Linked DNA regions of Bombyx mori: region 2 is linked to region 1. The links are chromatin contacts, called in public Hi-C maps. All regions are on one chromosome and are shown on one strand. Each heading gives the region's core, a stretch centred on a gene start, on an enhancer-like site or on the middle of the called end of the contact. The rest is flanking DNA. Distances are from core to core; before and after follow the strand shown.

Region 1 (5,860 bases), core at 1,585-4,084:
TATTATTAAATTATTAACGTTAAATATTTATTATTAATTATTTAATACTAAAAAAAAAAAAGAGTATAACTTCTTACGCGCGTACATAAGTACACGCACCCTTTTTTTTAATTGATTATATTCATAAATTTATTGAGTACATTGGTGAACTTATTTTCTAAGCCACTCATCACTATTCAGCCAAGAACAATGCAAAAAATGCATTTGTTGATAAATGAAAGTAAAAAAAAATATATACAATATAATTCAATACATAGGATATTATGAAGCGTTTTTTGGAAATCGATACGACCTAGATATCAATCGGACACGTGAAAAAACAACGTTAAAGATGTGTGATCTTCATCGGAAAGACAAAAACTGATATGATTATCCTAAAATGTATGTTTAATGTTATTATCTTCTTACATATTTATGATTATGTATCAGACTCGTATCTAGCTCAAGTTATTTATTATAAGTCCACTCATCGACACAGCCCACTACTGAGTTTCTCGCCGGATCTGCTCAGTGGGTCCTAATTCCGATCCGGCGGTATCTGTAAAGCACTGCTTTTGCTAGGGCTAGTATTAGCATAATTTTTTTATTGCGTAGATGGGTGGACGTGCTCACAGCCTACCTGGTGTTAAGTGGTCACTGGAGCCCATAGACATCTACAACATAAATGCGCCACCCACCTTGAGATATAAGTTCTAAAGTCTCAGTATGGTTACAATGGCTGCCCCACCCTTACTACTACACGGCAGAAATAGGCAGGGTCACAAGAGGACCTACCACCAGTAAATTCTCTTAGGGCGAACCCGTGAGCTAACTTACCCGTCCACGCGTAGCTGGATTATCTCCTTAGATCAGCGAATTGCGGTAGGATGAAAAAGACCATAGGTACATTTTGTGTTACAGTGAATAATTTATCAATTTAAAAAAAAAATCAGGCTTATAAACTGCTTGTAAATGATGTACACGTAACATACTTATTAAAGCAAGTGAATTTTGAACGATATAGAAATAAAACCCGTAATTAATTTACAGTTTGAAATTTGTAATACAAAATTAATTAAGGTCATTAAACTTTTTACGTACATTACTTATTTGTTAGGCGCGATGATGACGGATAAATGCCAGTGCAAACCATTTCAAAAATTACTGCGTATAAATTTAAACCAAACAAATGTGTTTTCGTTCTTTTGCGCGCAATTAGAAGAAAAAGAAACAAATCGATGACACATAATGATGTCTTATTCACTGAAGTTTAACGACATTGTGCCCGCCCAATGAGGAAGTAATTGTCGCTTGGCTACGATCTCCGGTTAACGTTGTGATTCAATGAATATGCTGCAAATGGTAATATCGTGTGCTTGTAAATTTATTCATTAAGATCCCCTTCATATTGTGATGCGCTAAAAAAGAGAATAACAAGGATGACCTCGTATTTTATTTTATAACTAGCGGCCCGCTCCGGCTCCGCTCGGGTCTTTAAGAAAATTTTCAACGATATTTGACGTTTTATTTTTTTAATTAAAATAAAACTTATTGCGGCATAACTATAATAGTTGGACATATGCTGTCGCGACACTTTTTGTAAATAATAATATGTTCTACAAAGTCGTGGTACATCATTTTATTCTATTATCAATAGGTTTCGCAGGGCACGCGATGTAAAGAATATTTTAGGTAATTTTTTTACACATTGGGTTACATTATTGGAGTTTTAGTAAAGATCCCTATTTTTTTTTAAAAAGGTTATAGCCTATGTCACTCGGGAATAGTGTAGCTTCCAAACAGCGAAAGAATTTTTCAAATCGGTTCAGTAGTTTCGGAGCCTATTCAATACAAACAGACAAACAAATCTTTCCTCTTTATAATATTATATTAGTATAGAAATGCGCAAAAAAATTGTTTTTTTGTCGTATCACTCTTGTCGGAGCGGTCGTGATCATCATTCAGTATTATTGCTGTGGACAGATGTTATGTGCCTCACGAGCAATCGCCACTTATCCCAGTCTGTGGTGAGTCTGGTACACTTATGTAAATAATCGCCAACTGCCGGCTTGACTTGTTCGGTCCGTCGCATGGGTCACATTCCACGTAGTCTGGTGCCTTCCACTTCGCCCTGAACCACAAGGCGCTCTATGGAGTCATTTTCTCTTTATTTCATTTATATATTTATTTCATCTTTCCACTAGTACCAAAAAATAAGATACTACAAGGGCGGAATGATAAGTAAGGCTAATCCTAACAATAAAACACTTAACTTTTCGTGATAAAATTAAATTTATTTTTTGACATAGTCTCCGTGAACGCACTTATTCCATGTTCGTTCTAAAGCAGTAATGCCTTCCATAAAATGATTTCTTTCGAGGCCTGCAAAATACTCCTCTACAGCGCCTATGACTTCATCACTTGTGGCAAATTTCTGTCCGCCCAAAAAAGTTTTGAGCTTAGGGAATAAGTGGAAGTCTGATGGCGCTATATCAGGCGAATAAGGTGGGTGGGACAGCAAATCATACTTCAATTCGTTGATTTTTGCCATAGCTTTAACACATGTGTGAACCCTGGCGTTGTCTTGCGGGAAGATGATTTTTTTTTCGCCAAATCTGGTCGTTTTTGCTGAATACACTGATGAAAATTATCTAGAAGATTAGCGTAGTATTCTCCATTAATCTTTGACCTTTAGGAAGGTAAACTATCATCAAGATCCCATCTGCATCCCAAAAGACGGAAGCCATCACTTTTCCAGCCGACTTTACAGCCATGGCTTTTTTGGAGCCGGGCATCGCGATTGCGGCCACTGTTTTGATTGAATTTTTGATTCTGGCGTGTAATAACGAACCCATGTTTCATCTGTTGTTACAAATCGACGTAAAAAATCGGCATTATTACTCTGAAACGGTCCAGACATTCTTTTGACTTTTGCACCCGAATATTCTTTTGATCGTGCGTAAGCAATCGCGGCACCCAACGGGCCGATGACTTTTTCATGTTTAATTCCTCACTTAGGATATGATGTACCCGGTCTTTTGAGATACCTGTAGTATCAGCTATTTCAGATAACTTCAATCGTCGATCTGTTAAAACCATATCATGTACTTTCACGACCATCTCCGGAGTCGTGACGCTTTTTGGACGTCCGGGGCGGGCTTCATCTTGGACATATGTGCGACCGCGTTTAAACTCAGCCACCCAGTTTTTTACTGTGGCATAAGAAGGAGCACATTCACCCTAAGCATTATTTAACTCGTCATAGATATCTTTCCCTTTCGTGCCCTTCATATGAAGAAACTTTATCACCGCTCTTTGTTCAATTTTATCCATTTTGAAAACACTTGACGAAATATATTTTCAAATGACAAAAAATCAATAAAATTTTCACGCCACCAAATTCAATTTTAGAACACAGGTAGCCAGAGATACGAATTTAAAAATGACATATATATTTTTTAAAGTTTAACTTTTTAAATAGTAGAGGCTAGTTACTTATCATCCCGCCCTCGTAGTTTAAAGCTGTGACTTTCAAATGATCTAATACTATGAATTAATTATACTTAATTACGGTCAATTGCCTCGATAAGTAAATCGTTAAACTAATTACGTAATCATTAAAATTGTTTGTGATCTTCCAAGAATTATGTTGGGATAGTTAACACTGATTGTCTTACTCAATTTATGACTATGATTTTAGTTTTTTTTTTTAATTATCAGCAATTATTCTCCCATCTCTTGTTATACTTTAGACATTTATAGTGACACATCAGGTTTATATGTATATTATTCTTAAAGTACTATCTGTTAGTCACCGTGGCTTAAAGGGTAAGACGCCTGGTTTACACATATTGAGCGACTATGCCGTGTTCAAATCCTTCAGGCAGATTAGGTTAGATTTTGACGTGGTCTAAAGTGTATCACCGAAGAGTGTATAAATCACAACGTTATTGTCACCATCCTCTCTGGGATATATGATCAAATCTAACTTAAAGTACACAACGGCTATCCCACTCTTGGAACCGTATAGTATGATTGGTTTGCGGCAGAAATGGGCAGGATGGTTGTACGTACCCGCGCGGGCTTGCAATACACTCCTACTAGTAAACTACTACCAGTAAATGCCGGTTGGCGATTGCGATTATTTAATAATACTCACACAACGCGGTTGCTTGTTCTCCACTAAATCCCTTTGCCGTTTTCCCCGACATCCACAGGAAGAGATGGGATGGTCCTATCCTAGGACGAACGCCACACAGCCAGAAACATAATCCATATAATTAACCATAATCCTTTTGGGTTTACAATCATAATATTAAGGTATATTTCTTAGGTCATATTTACTTTCAATCAATACTTTATTACAAGCCGATTATATCGACTTGATAACGTAATAGTACTTTTTGTGGCGCCTTAGATAACGATCGTTATTTGCCGATGAATATTACACAACAGTGAAAGAATAATTTTGTTCCGATCTAAGTGTATTAGAAAGTTTCTATTCATTCTAATACGCTTAGTTATGTTGTACCATTAGTTACGTGAGTCAGAATATTGTACGATTAAAATAAGATATGACATCACATCGTTTTTCGTGATCAATATTTGATAAGTCTCTTTTGCCACCGCACGGCACACTGAAACAATTAAATTTCACACTTACACACACACAAGTATTAAACGCGAATCACGTAATTACCAGCGCCATAACGCTCATCCGTTTTTTAGATTGAATACTATTTTTAATTATTATCAAATCAAATCAAATCAAACTTTATTAGCTAAAACATGGTTTACAAAGTTGTGTTGATACTTGATAGTTATTTTATAGAACAGCGTGTTTCTACCAGGTCGGCGTGCAAATATTATTCAAAATTACTTATTATTAAGATAAAAATGAGAATTAAGCAATAAATTACGAACGCCGTTAAGCAATCAAATTGAAAGATCGACCTCATGTCCCAACAGTGACGTCATTGTATCTATTAGTGATTATTCATTCATCCATCGTGGCTAAAAAAATTGCCCCTTCGTATTTCAATAATTAGCCTGTTAATATATATATAAAGTTTTTTTTTTTTTTTTTTTTTTTTTTTTTTTTTTTTTTTTTTTTTTTTTTTTTTTTTTTTTTTTTTTTTTTATGATTGAAGGATTACTGGTGGCCCGGAGGCCTTTCCAGTTTCACCAGGACAGGTGGGCGAGCAAAGGCTCAGCCAGGAGGGGTGGGATTTGCTAACAGCTACCCGAGCGCCTCCGAAGGAGACCTAACAACTCAAGAGTAGCTGCTTCGCGAATGAATCTACTACCGGATCGGAATCGCGACCCACTGAGAAGATCCGGCGAGAAACTCAGCGGGCTGATGCATGGGTTAGGTTGCACGTCGACCTCTTTGTCGAGTTCGACGAGTACGGGTACCGGGGTCCCTAAGCCTGCTCCTAGTATTAGAGCTGAAGGCATCTAATGCAAAGGTTATTGGATCTGATGGATCCGTAAGGACGTGTCTAGGGCGTCGACGGTGACTGGCTCCTGCATGATCAGGATTCGGGGAGTAGTCAGCGGCGGCAACGATAAGGCGATTATCATGACGCATAGCCTTATCGAAGTATCGTTCTGACGCTGACTTCATGTATTTCCGAATTGATTCGAGGCCCAGGTCGTCGTGTAGGTCAACGTTCCTCACGAACCACGGAGCCCCGACAGCTAACCTGCAAAAGCGGGATTGTAGGGATTGGAGGGTGTCTATGTGTGTGCGGGCTGCGTGAGCGAACACCACACTCGCGTAAGTCATGACGGGCCTTATGCAAGTTTTGTAAAGTGTCACCTTGTTCCGAAGGGACATTTTACTCCGCTTACAGATCATGGGGTAGAGTCTACCGAGAAT
Region 2 (5,860 bases), core at 888-3,387, 34 kb before region 1:
AGTGTGGTGATAAAGAAAACCGAATCGCTGTGATTGCATTACACAAAGTAGGTATGGAGCCAAATGCAATTTTTAAAACTCTCCATACGCTTGGTATTAGTAAAATGTTTGTGTACCGGGCTATTAATAGGTGCAATGAGACCTCCTCTGTTTGTGACAGAAAAATATCTAGCCGTCCACGTAGTGTTCGTACGAAAAAGGTGGTCAAAGCAGTAAGGGAAAGAATTCGAAGAAATCCTGTCCGAAAGCAAACGATTTTATCTCGGGAGATGAAGATAGCACCTAGAACCATGTCGCGTATTTTAAAAGATGACTTAAGACTTGCAGCCTATAAGAGACCTAGTGGTCATTTCTTAACTAATAATTTAAAAGAGAATGGGGGGTAAAATCGAAACAACTACTGAAACGGTACGCAAAGGGAGGTCATAGAAAAAAATTTGTTTACGGATGAGAACTTTTTTACAATTGAGCAACATTTTAACAAACAAAATGACCGTATTTATGCTCAAAGCTTTAAGGAAGCTTCCCAATTAGTCGACAGAGTGCAACGTGGGCACTATCCGACTTCAGTGATGGTTTGGTGGGGTATTAGCTATGAAGGAGTGACTGAGCCATACTTTTGTGAAAAAGGTATCAAAACATCGGCACAAGTGTATCAAGATACCATTCTTGAGAAGGTAGTGAAGCCCCTTAACAACACCATGTTCAATAATCAAGAATAGTCCTTCTAGCAAGACTCGGCGCCAGGTCATAAAGCTCGGTTTACGCAGTCTTGGTTGGAAACGAACGTTTCGGACTTCATCAGAGCTGAAGACTGACCGTCGTCTAGTCCCGATCTTAATTCGCTGGATTATGATTTATGGTCAGTTTTAGAGAGTACGGCTTGTTCTAAGCGCCATGATAATTTGGAGTCCCTAAAACATCCGGCTATGGAATGAGCTCCCCTCCACGGTGTTTCCCGAGCGCTATGACATGTCCTTCTTCAAACGAGGCTTGTGGAGAGTATTAAACGGTAGGCAGCGGCTTGGCTCTGCCCCTGGCATTGCTGACGTCCATGAGCGACGGTAACCACTCTCCATCAGGTGGGCCGTATGCTCGTCTGCCTATACGGCAATAAAAAAATAAAATAAAACAATCCGTAGGATTGGCAGTGAAAAATTTTCCCATGGAGAGAGTGCGTGCTTCTATTGATAACTGGTCTTAACGTTTAAAGGACTGTATTGCAGCCAATGGAGACCACTTCGATTAAGCTTTTTATACTTTAAATTGTTTTATATTTATGTATTAAACTAACGCACTGTAAAAGTAATAAATGTTATTTGCCATAGAATTTTTTTTGTTTTCCTTTGTAACAGTATTTATGGCAAGACTAGGTATATTGTTGCTCCTTATATTGCTCCTTAATTAATTTAATATAAAATAATAACTTTGTATGATGGCAAATGTTTGGGAACGAACGCATCGAAAATTTGAATTTTACCGCGCCACACTCGCGCGCGCTTGTCGACTACGTAACGTCTTAGGCCTAACCTCAAATTGAATCCTAACCTCAATCGGAATCGGAACGACTAAACTTCAACATATCATAACATAGTTCTAAGTTAAAAAACTAAAATTTCTTTATACCTTTAATGTGCTTATACCTTTAATGTGCTTATAATAAAATACCTACTTTTTACTTGTATCTATTGTTATCAAGATTAACTTATAAGTTCTTGACTTGACCATGACTATGTGACCCCCTCCTGGCACCAAAGCTGGATCCGCCCTTGATAGCACGTAAAACGAGAAGCCATCTCGCTGCGAATCATCAATATAAAAAATGCAATATTTTGTGCGTTTTTATGTAAACGACAACATATTTAGTCCAAATACTAAAAAATATACCTGACGTGATATCGATCTAGCTAGCGAACTAGATTGCACAGCCTCCTCAATCAGATCTATCGCCTTACAGTATTCTCATGGAATCCGAATGCTTTATAATGTTCTGACCTAAGCAAATCGTTTTTTTTGGTGATTCGCAGTAGTCGCTCGAGTCAGACGAATCCGTCAATAGGAACCTTGAGGCGGTCCTTCTGGTGCGTGTGTCCGAGTCGTACGTTAGCAGGATGTGGTTGCTGCCCCTCCGCGAGCGGTAGGACAGTCTGTGTGGGGTGCTATTCTGGACGTCGGACATCGATCTGATGTGCCTCTTGAACTTCATTTCCTTTGTTAGCGGCGAGAATGTCAACTGAAGCTCGTTCTTCGGCTTCTCTACAGATCTGAAGAAAGAAAAAAATATTTCATTAGTATATGATTGAGGAGGTGAGATTTTAACGAAACGAAATTCGCTTTTATGAAAGTAAGCGCTAATGAAATAACCGCATCAAGTTTTATCGCAATCAGAGAACAAAGACACACATTGTGCAATGAGACTTAAACTGTATGTCTAATATTTATAGTAATAAGGGAAAATTAATGTTTAATCCATTAGACCAGTGAAATGCAGCCTGGTTCTGCTGTAAGTATTGTTGAAAATATGAAATAAATACGCCACCTATCGTACGTCGATGGTACTAACAGAAAAATCTCTGAAGTGTAAAAAATAGCTTTTTTTATTTATTGCTTAGATGGGTGGACGAGCTCACAGCCCACCTGGTCTTAAGTGGTTACTGGAGCCCATAGACATTTACAACGTAAATGCGCCACCCACCTTGAGATATAAGTTCTAAAGTCTCAGTATAATTACAACGGCTGCCCCACCCTTCAAGCCGAAACGCATTACTGCTTCACGACAGAAATAGGCGGGGTGGTGGTACCTACCCGTGCGGACTCACATGAGGTCCTACCACCAGTAATTACGCAAATTATAATTTTGCGGGTTTGATTTTTACTACACGATGTTATTCCTTCACCGTGGAAGTCGATCGTGAACATTTGCTAAGTACGTATTTCATTAGAAAAATTGGTACCCGCCTGCGGGATTGGAACACCGGTGCATCGTTAGATACGAATGCACCGGACGTCTTATCCTTTAGGCCACGACGACTTTAGCTGCACCAAGTTTCATCATAATCGGATGACTGGTTTAAAAATGAATTGAGGATAAGCATACAAAGTAACATTAATTGTGGCTTATAAAGAAAATACATTAAAAGATAAGACTCGTAAAACGCTTTGCTGTGACTATCGCTAGATACAAATGCTTGTTAAAAGAGCTCTTTATTGAAATACGAACAAACAAACAAAGTCACAAATATTCTCGGTTCATATATTCATTGGAAAAAAAAAACATTTTTATAGGTTACTGGAATTTCAAGTTTGGAAACAAACAAAAAAAAAAACATAATCGTTAACAATATTATTAAAAAAAAAAACAATTCTAGACGCTTCTACCAGTTTATTGGCATCCCGACAACGAAGGTTTTTACTGTCGGAAAAGTTTATTTGTTGATACTTCATGATAAGGAACATACTTGATCCTACGTATACCAACATTTGTAGTTTCGCTTTATGATTGTCTTGGCTGGGAATTTTTTTCATTCGTAGATAAAATCGGTGTCACAAGACAGACAGAGCAAACATTTAGATCAACTATAAATAGGTTTGTTAGCGCACACACCTACTTTAATATTGTTTCCATTCTCCTTTCGTATACTTATCATTGTAATGACTCTGCAAAGTATTCAGACAATGAGAGTATGCCGCTAGTACTAAGCTAATAATTCTAATTATTCAAAATCATAACTTTCTCAGATAGTACTTTAAATTAAGTGTCATATATGAATAAGACAGCTAAATGAGGTCAATAACATTTAGATTATAAATAGATTATGTATTAGCCTCAGTGTTCAGAGATATAGTGTATGCAAGAACATATAACATATAATTCCTAAGATTATTATGCGCTTAATATCAGTATCGATTGAGCTTCACAACATGTTATTCTACAACGCGCTGTACCCACGCAAATACGCATTAAATGATTTAAATTTGAAATGATTACGTATAAATGGTCTGATACAGAGACTATTTAACCAATTTCGCGAGTCAAATTGTCTCTGGTTGTCAAATTATTTTTACGCAGCGGCATATCTTTTTACACTGCCTACTGGAGTTTGACACATTTATGTCTGATTAATATTAAACTAGCGACCCGCCCTCGCTTCGCTTCGGAAATTATAATTTACTATTGATTTCTCTACTATTTAATGGATCTTATTATACATATAAACCTTCCTCTTCAATCACTCTATCTATTAAAAAAACGCATCAAAATCCTTTGCGTAGTTTTAAAGGTTTAAGCATACATAGGGATATAGGGACAAAAAAAGCTCTTTGTAGTGATGTAGTGATAATGTTACTGCGAATCTTAAAGTAAGATTAAAGCTTCAAACGCATCGGTACAAAGCTTTTTAAAGTTTTCAGATATTGGTTCGCGGAGTTAGACAAGATGGTGGTATCTGCGTATTTAGAGTAGTATCATGTGACACATTGCCAATTATTGCGATATTGATTTTGGGGATTACGAATTAGGTACGTAGTAGCTGTAACTCGAACTCGTATCTCCAGTTTATTGGACAAAAAAATTACACTCGCGAGCAAAAGTTTGGAATCACTTACTTGAAATTGATTCCGCGCGATCTTGTGTACTAAATATTTTTTTGATAATCATAAAAATGAGATTATTTTAAAGGTTGAACTCTTAACTTTAAACTGATACCAAATTCATTCAAATCGAGCCAGTAGTTAAGGAGCTATTCCGGATTAAGTGAAGGAGGTAGGAAACAAAGGAAATATGGAAAAATAATGAATGCATAAAACAACAAAAATTTATAAATAAAAATTTTATTTAGCCTTAAAATTAAATGTCAGTACTTTGTGTTCCCTTCCCTTGCCCTAATAACTCCTCGAAGACGATTCTTCATAGACCTGATCAGCTTTTGAATTGATTCTTGTGGGATACCTTCCCACTTCTCAATCAACGCCGATTTCAGCTCATTCAGGCATGAAGGAGCAGAAGTTCTGGAACGAACCCTATTCTTCAGTTCATCCCACACGTGCTGAATAGGATTCAAGTCAGGGCTGAGCGCAGGCCAGTCCAATGTGGCGATATAGACTTCTTCGAAGTATTCAGTTGTTCCACGGGCAGTGTGACAACGAGCGTTATCGTGCTTAAGGAGGAAGCTATCACCGGCATATCCCGCATAGGGAACGACATGTTCCAGCAGAATATTGGAAATGTACCCGTCCGAAGTTGACCGCCTCCTCGTCCCCCACCAGGCACGAAAACAAGCTCGGTTTTACCGTCGAAGGAAATGCCGGCCCACATCATACAAGAGCCGACCCCATAAGCCACTGTTTCAGCGAAACAGCACTGCGCAAATCGCTCCCCAGGCCGCCTGTAGACCCAACCTCTTCGGTCGCTACCATGCAACACATCCTGCTCTCGTCGGAGAACAGGATTTGCCTCCATTGCTCAACCTCTCAATTAAGATTGGTACGAGCAAATTGAAGGCGTGCTTGTCGATGAGCTACCGTGAGTTTCGGGCCTGTGACAGGCCTGTTTGGAGTCAGATTCGCTTGCTTGAGTCGTCGACGAACTGTCTACTTGCTAGCTGCTACCCTACGAACATCTCGGAGCTCCTGTTGGACGTCGACACCAGGTTAATGCCGATTTCGGAGAGAGGTTAACACGATAAAACGGTCATTCCTCTCCGATGTGCCCCGGCGCCGTCCAGATCTTGGTCTCGGGATAAAGCTACCAGTCTCTTGAAAGCGCTTGCAAACTTTTGAAACACAGGAATGGCTTATTTGGAGCCGACGAGCGACAATCCGCTGGCTGAGCTCTTCTTGCAATAGGGCTACGATTTGTGCT

Evidence for each region. A called contact is a pair of places that touch in the nucleus more often than the background predicts.
Region 2: a Hi-C map of midgut shows a contact between it and region 1, with 2.1 times the contacts expected there. The contact joins the enhancer-like site here to the promoter of LOC119629179 in region 1. A contact is called at or near these places in 4 of 7 Hi-C or Micro-C datasets (midgut, posterior silk gland and whole pupa).

What each region holds. Positions count from the first base shown.
Region 1 is chr11:10,453,029-10,458,888 of ASM3026992v2, reverse strand. LOC119629179 (histone-lysine N-methyltransferase SETMAR-like) reads right to left here and starts at 2,834. Exons shown (of 2, transcript XM_038014219.1): 1 at 2,669-2,834; 2 at 2,273-2,616. The coding sequence starts at 2,834. The coding sequence ends at 2,273.
Region 2 is chr11:10,486,363-10,492,222 of ASM3026992v2, reverse strand. LOC101736775 (a long non-coding RNA gene) reads right to left here. Exons shown (of 2, transcript XR_009974277.1): 2 at 1-2,264. Among protein-coding and RNA genes, the nearest start is that of LOC732898, 20 kb to the left of the region's middle. Within about 2 kb of position 2,137, at least 1 of the 8 cell types and tissues checked has open chromatin away from gene starts, as enhancers often do.